Linked DNA regions of Rattus norvegicus: region 1 is linked to region 2. Evidence: chromatin contacts called from public Hi-C data. All regions are on one chromosome and are shown on one strand. Each heading gives the region's core, a stretch centred on a gene start, on an enhancer-like site or on the middle of the called end of the contact. The rest is flanking DNA. Distances are from core to core; before and after follow the strand shown. Region 1 overlaps LOC120098824 (a long non-coding RNA gene). Region 2 holds the start of Flot1 (flotillin 1).

Evidence for each region. A called contact is a pair of places that touch in the nucleus more often than the background predicts.
Region 1: a Hi-C map of the A7r5 cell line shows a contact between it and region 2, with 4 times the contacts expected there. The contact joins the enhancer-like site here to the promoter of Flot1 in region 2. A contact is called at or near these places in 2 of 12 Hi-C or Micro-C datasets (the A7r5 cell line and the Rat2 cell line).

Annotation. Positions count from the first base shown.
Region 1 is chr20:3,156,901-3,160,460 of GRCr8, reverse strand. LOC120098824 (a long non-coding RNA gene) reads right to left here. Exons shown (of 3, transcript XR_010060968.1): 2 at 524-644. Among named protein-coding and RNA genes, the nearest start is that of C20h6orf15, 20 kb to the left of the region's middle. Within about 2 kb of position 1,315, at least 7 of the 93 cell types and tissues checked have an H3K27ac peak or open chromatin away from gene starts, as enhancers often do. A contact at or near this core is called in the A7r5 cell line, where this site is marked.
Region 2 is chr20:2,931,273-2,934,997 of GRCr8, reverse strand. Flot1 (flotillin 1) reads left to right here and starts at 2,227. Exons shown (of 13, transcript NM_022701.2): 1 at 2,227-2,391; 2 at 2,694-2,744; 3 at 2,990-3,065; 4 at 3,156-3,246; 5 at 3,442-3,585; 6 at 3,718-3,725. The coding sequence starts at 2,702. Ier3 (immediate early response 3) reads left to right here and starts at 621. Exons shown (of 2, transcript NM_212505.2): 1 at 621-862; 2 at 970-1,825. The coding sequence starts at 653. The coding sequence ends at 1,242.

The DNA.
Region 1 (3,560 bases), core at 66-2,565, 230 kb before region 2:
ATGCTGGCCTCAAACTCACAGATATTCTCCTGCCTCTGTCTCCAAAGGATTTTTTTTTGCCACTATACTTTAGTAAAATCTATTTTACTGTCTTTATCATTTTTAAAGATTTGTTTTTTTATTTTAAGTGTGTGGATGTTTTACCTTCATGTATGTTTGTGAACCATGGGCGTGTCTGGTGCACTCGGAGGCCAGAAGAAAAAAGGTGTCGGGTCCTCTAGAACTGAAGGCGCAGATGGCTGTGAGATGCCACAGGAGGGTTCTGGGAACTGAACCTGGGGTCCTCTTGAAGAGCAGCCGGTGCTCTGAACTGTTGAGCCATCTCTCCAGTCTTTTGACTACCACTGTGTTTTATTTGAAAGGCCTCGCTGGGAGAGAAATATACCCTTGTGTTGTTAAGCTGTAGGCTAGGCAGGGCAGGCAAGAGGTGACCAAATCCATTGATTAACTGATAATTAAGCTGGAGCTGGGCGAGCCTAGCTGTGAAGGAGGCTGGACGGGAGCCCTGGTGTTCTGACCTTACCTGGATTTGTTTTCACCGCAGCTGGTCATAGAACCACTGACTCAGGTCGTTATTGTGGTAAAGGTCTTCAGAAGCCTTACACTTAAAACAGGCGTCCTGCTGCACGCTTCAGATCTAGACCCTTGGAAGGCAGAGGAGGGAGGATCAGGAATTCAAAATCATCCTTGGCAAGTTCAAGACCAGCACAAGGTACATCCCACCCCATCTCAAAAAACAAACCAAAACAACAACAACAAAAAAAACAACCCCAAAACATACACACACAGAAAACAAAACAGTGCAAAGAGAAAGAAAATAAGAAATCCTGTAGCATGCCAGTGAGGTGGTTCAGTGGGCAAAGGTGTTTTCTGTCAAGCCTGAAGACCCAAGTTCTATCACCAGGACCTCCATTTCTGCAGGAGAGAACCAACTCCTGCAGATAGATTGCCCTATGGTTTCCACGGTGACATACATATGTCTATAAGCACACACACACACACACACACACACACACACACACACGCACACACACACACACCCGCGCGCGCGCGCGCGCGCGCACAATGTTAACTTCTTGGAAAAAAAAGTTACCAAAAAAAAAGAAAAAAAATCCTACAGCCAAGAGGAAACCTCCCTAATCTCTGCCTCTTTGCCGAACGCTCTCCCTCATCCTCCCGGGCTGAAGTTAGTGCTTGTCTCTGATTTAGTGCTCCGTGAGGAACGCGGCGTGAGTAAGCAGCCAAAGGGTGTAACTGTTTTACGTGAGGAAGTGGGGCCCGGGGTTAAGTGACTCACCAAGCCACTTATCACATTTTGTGGGCTATAAAACATAATTATTTTCACATTTAGCGTCTTTCAAATGTGGATATGTCTTAGCACTAGCGTCATGTTCCAGCCAAATTGATTATTTTTTTTCCCTTAGTGGTGCATGTAGGAATGGTGTTATGTAGCTAACGGGGTCTTTATAATCGGTGGGAATTGCTTGGTGTGAGTGGGCGTGCGCTGTGTGGTTGAGAAGGGAGCTGGGGTGTCATAGGGAGCTTGGGGACTTCGATGCAAGCCAATTTCCCCTGAGTTAGTTCTTGAGAATAGATCCACTCTTAGGAGAGATGCTGATCCCTGGGCCACTACCCAGTTATTGCCACTAGGTGGCGCACGAGCACGCTTTGTCTAGGATTTTCAGGCCAACAGTTTGCAGGCCTGCCTCTGTTGCCATGGATACTGTTTCCATAGTTGTTTGACTGTCGTGATGTGTTTCCTTCCATTATTTATTTTTGCGTGCTGAGCATATATTCAGACCATGTCATCCAGGTCAACTTAACCATTTCCCTTCCGTTTTCATCAACCGTGACGCTTCTAGGACCTGCTGCTCTTTAAATTGTTTGCAGCTCTGTGGTGCTGCCACTCATGGGACAGGGAGCAGCAGCAGGCAGTTCAACACCTGGGGTGAATGAATACTAATGGTAACCGGAAAGAACAGGTCCTGGTGACAGGAAACTGCCTGTTCCTTGGTGCAGATGCACCTCCTAGTGGGGTGCTCCATGGACTTTTTAATGGTCCACTTTTTTTTTTTTTTTTTGGTAATTTCTCAAGATTTCTAATACAGTCCATGGGGCTGGAGAGATGGCTCAGTGGTTTAGGACACTTCTTGCTCTTGCAGAGGACTGAGCCTCAATTCCCAGTGCCCACACGGAGGCTCACAACCATTAGTAATTCAAATTCCGTGGGATCCAACACCCTTTTCCTGGCACATGCATACGCTCATAACTGTTGGCAAAACGCTCACACACATAAAATAAGTAAGGAAAAAATAATTTAATATAGTCTATACAGGGGAGTCTAGATTCCACATAGTCGCTGCGTGCACACAAAGTTAAAGATTTTATTAATTTTAAAAGATTTATTATGCGTATGAGTTCTTCACTTACATGTATGTCTGTGTACCACCTGTGTGCCCAGTGCCTGGGGAGACAGGGCTAGAGTTAGAGACGACTATGAGCCATCACTTGGTTGCTGGGAACATAATCTGGGTCCTTTGCAAGAACGACAAGTGTTGAGCCTTCTTTCCAGCCTCCACATAAAGTTTAAACCGAGATAGGAGGAGGGAAGCAACGAGAGGGGAAAAAAATATTAGTGGGTGCTAAGCTACAGTTAGGAAAAGGAAGCCCTTTGAGCTATTATTCAGCAAAGTGACTATATGTGTGTGTGTGTGTGTATTTGTGCATATATTATATACATTTATATGTTATATATAACATATATAAAATACACACAAAACAAACATCATTGCTCTCTAGTATATATTTATGTAAATATAAATATATGTTTATATTTATGTATGTCTTGTTTTTTTTTACTTATTTTGTATGACTGTTTTGCCAGCTTTATGTATATGCAGATGTGTGCACATTGCCCATGGTAGCCAGAAGAGGGCGCTGTATCCTCTGAAACTGGCGTTACAGATGGTCATTGCAGGATATTTGATTATAGTTCATAGAAAACCTAATTGTTAGCAAAATATACAAGCTTAGAAAGATATGAAGAGATAGAGTTTAGAGATAGAGGTATGCCTCTAAAGGCTTGATAAATAAGAATGGAAAGTTCCTGCCTATTTTAAGGCAAATTGCTTGGGAAAATTCTCGCCCACCCTAACAGAGAACCTCTACTGACTTGGCTTGGAGTACTACCCCATGACGGTTACCTGGTCCAGCCTGTCAAGGGTGTCGGGAAGAGCTAGGGACTTCTTTTATAGCAATGGACTTTTGAGAGCTCTCTTGGGGGGTACTCTCTTTGGGGTCTCTGGCGCTTGGCTTGGAAGAGTTTCATGGAAAATGCTTCAGGGAAGAGATGGGGATTTTCTCTCTGGGCTTGCGGAGCAGCAGCTGGCAGGACACAGATGGAACAAGAATCGGGCAAAGAGAGCTAAGGAGCCCTTGCGAGTTTGGAAGAGCTCAAAATAAAGATAGATTAGTGTGGTGTGGTAGAATTAAAAAGAGATGTCTAGAGAGCCGGCAGTTTAGTTGCGGAATCAGGCTTGTAAATAGATATTTTGTAAATA
Region 2 (3,725 bases), core at 978-3,477:
CGACCAACCTAACAAGGGGCAAAAGCGGGGACTGCGGACTTCCTGTCTCCGCTCTATCCCTTTGAATAGCTTCTCTGGGGTGTCCCTGGGTAATCGCTGCATCTCGTTTTGTGTGTGTGCTCTGTCGAAACGTCTGTGATGTGTGTATGGTTTTCACGTGAACGGAGGCAGGCAGAGTTGGGTCTGTGGGTTCTAGTGTGTTCTTAATCTTTTTGGAAGTTTGTGCAGTGACTTCCCCTCTGGGATTGTTTCCTATGCATACCTTCAAGTATGTGTGAATGTGTTTTCTGTGGTCCCTTGATCTTACTGGGCTTCTCTAAGGAGGGTGGCTGGACCATCTGCTACGTGTCTGGGAGCCCCTCTCTAGCTACCACATGTCCCGACATGTGCTTACTCCCAATATTTGCACCCACTCGCATTCACAACTCCCAGGCAAAAAGAAAAAATCAAAAAAACAAAAAAAACGTGCACTGGGGCACCTAGAAAATGGGCAGCCAAGGCTCCGCCTACATTTTGCTTCCTCCTTGGAATTTCCAGCCCTGTGCAGCCAACTGCTCCCTAGCTGCGAAGGGCGGAGTTTCCCGGCTCTATAAGTAGTGGTGCCTTACCGGGGATCCGCACTCCTCCGTACCCTCTGTACAGCGCGCGAATTATGTGCCACTCACGCAACCATCTCCACACCATGACTGGCCTGAGGGCTCCGGCGCCAGCTCCCTCCACCAGCCCGGAACTCCGGCGGGGCTCCGGTCCCGAGATTTTCACCTTCGACCCCCTCCCGGAGCGGGCGGTAGCGTCCGCCGTGCGTCCGAACACTTCTCGCGGGCACCGAAAACGCAGCCGACGGGTGCTCTACCCTCGAGTGGTGAGTATCGCCCGAGTGGGCAGCAAGAGGTCGAGTCGCCCCGGTACCTTTGGGAACAACTAGATGCGGGGACTTTGCTCTGACGTTTCCCTCTTTTCTCTGCTCAGGTCCGGCGCCAGCTACCAACCGAGGAACCCAACATTGCCAAGAGGATCCTCTTTCTCCTGCTCGCCATCATCTTCTGCCAGATTTTGATGGCTGAAGAAGGTGTGTCGCAGGCCCTGGCTCCGGAGGATGCTACCAGCGCCATATCACCTGAGCCCATCTCTGTGCCCATTACTGCGCCTCCTGTCCTCGAGCCTTTGAACCTGACCTCGGAGTCCTCGGACTATGCTCTGGATCTCAAAGCTTTTCTCCAGCAACACCCGGCGGCATTCTAAACGCGATGGGTCACAGTCCGGAAAAAAAACCCAAAGAGGCACCAGGGGTACCTGGTGCGCAAGAACGTATCCCAAACTGGGACTTATAAGGCAACGCTAACTCAGAACACTACCGCCAAGATGCCGGTTCTTGGGGCGAGCCCGAGGCACCGTGGGTCCTGGCTAGGCTCACTGGTGACGGACGGAGGTCTTCTCGGTGTCTAATTAATATTTATGTATTTATGTATATCCTCCTAGGTGAAGGAGGGGTGTATGTAATATTTATTCTAACTTATGCAGGGGTGCGAGATATGCCCCCTTGCTGTGACACAGATATTTATTACGATTTATAGGGTCCGTGAGACAGAGTTGTGGGAGGATTAGTTTAGTCTTGGTCGGGGGGCATAGGTTTAGGGGTAACACTCCATTTTCCAGCACTTCGACTCTGTTGTAAGACTTTGGCAGACCCTTGGGAATACGGTCTGTGGCCTTTGATGTCTTCCTGACTGGAAGTCTTGGGTCCATGGATTGTCAGAGGGCGGCTGTCTGGGGTCGCCTAGTATGTTCTGTGAACACGAATAAACTTGATTGCCTGTCATTATTATCAGCGGTTCTCAAAGTGTATCATTTTAAGGCGGGGGTGGGGAAGTGGCGGGAGGATGTGACAAGGTCCCCTGTCTGTATTCTTTCTTGGGTCCTGAACTCTTTTCTTGGAGTTACAGACCTATATCCGGTCACCGGATGCTGTCATACATTGCTGGGTCTGCGGTTTTCCCAGTTAGAGAGTGGTGTGGCAACCAGCTTACTCACCGCAGGCGGCGGGTATTCAGGAACCCGAGTGGAAGGCGTGGCCTCGGGCGGGGGCGGGGCTACCAGGCCAGTGCTTGGAGCAGGGAGGGGTGTTAATGGGGGGGAACGTCTGGCATCCCCTCTAGGCTGCCGAGAACTGTGCTGCGGACCCGAGCGGGGCCTGCCGGGAAAGGGGCGGGCCGAGGGCTTGGGAGGGGGCGGGGTCGCGTCTGTTGCTGCAACAGGGTGCGGCCGGGTCGGGGGCGCAAGTGCAGTTTCCACTAAGCCGGGTGTTCAAGCAGTCTCCACCCAGTTTTGGGGCTCTGCGGGTCTCCGCGCTTCCCTAGACCCCAGTGGGGTTGCTTACCGGCATTCCGGAAGGTGAGAGGGGATGGGAGGCGGAGCCTGGGGCCGCCGACGAGCCTGGAGGCTGCGGAACTGCTGCAGACCCCTGGGCGCGGGAGAGCTTTGTGTGGCAGAGGGGCTAGGGGGCGCCGTGAGGGGAAGGCAGTGAGAATCTGTTGGCACGGAGGAAGAAGTCCCTGGGGAATCTTAGGACTGTCACAGGGGCGCTCAAGGGACTGGGCGGTGGCAGAGGCAGTTCTCCTGATAGGAGGGGGAAGAGGTGCCACAGGGCCCCTTCCCCTCTGCAAAGGCTTCTTCTCTCTCCCCTCCAGTTGCAGCCTCAACTATGTTTTTCACTTGTGGCCCAAATGAGGCCATGGTGGTCTCCGGTAAGTTTCCTCCCACCCAGTGACCCCCCCCCCCGTTCCCTTTAAACCTGACTTCTGCCCCTTCCTGCCCGCATGAGCTTCCCAGCCCCAACGTTCTGCCCGCGATGGCTACAAACCACCTGTGGTTCCCAGCCAAGGCATCGAATGCTAACCCCCTCAGCATCCAGATTCTTGTTATGGGTGGTCCACCCTTTTCCCCATTGTCTTTTGCTCTGCCACGGTCACATTATGCCCTCACCTTACAGGGTTCTGCAGGAGCCCCCCAGTCATGGTGGCCGGAGGCCGAGTGTTTGTCCTACCCTGCATTCAACAAATCCAAAGGTAGATAGAGCAACAGAACTCTGGGGGGGGGGGGACACCCATTTTCTTCTCTACTCTTTTCTCTTACTGTCTGCTCCATTTTCCCCCTAGGATCTCTCTCAACACACTGACCCTCAATGTCAAGAGTGAGAAGGTTTATACCCGCCACGGGGTCCCCATCTCAGTCACGGGCATTGCCCAGGTGAGGCTCGCAGAGCCTTCCTCCCAAAGCCCACCCCACCTTTCTCCTGGCCATTAAGCACCTCTGACTGTGGACTTCTCAGTTCCATCTTCCTGCTGGTCTCACTTTCAGCCACTGCCCCCAAGACTCCTAGCTCTTCCTCCTCCTCTCCTTGCTTCACCCATCACACCCCTTTCTATCTCTATACGGCTGCAGGTGAAAATCCAGGGGCAAAACAAGGAGATGCTGGCAGCTGCCTGCCAGATGTTCCTGGGGAAGACAGAGGCAGAGATCGCCCACATTGCCCTGGAGACGCTGGAAGGCCACCAGAGGGCAATCATGGCCCACATGACTGTGGAGGTGGGACTGGGGGACAGGAGAAGACCTGGGTGGGGTGTCAGGAGGAGTGGTCCCCAAGGATCATGACAGACCAGCTCACCTGTGGCAGATGATGAATCTGACTCCCCTCTTCCCACCGTTCTTCCTCTATAGGAGATCTA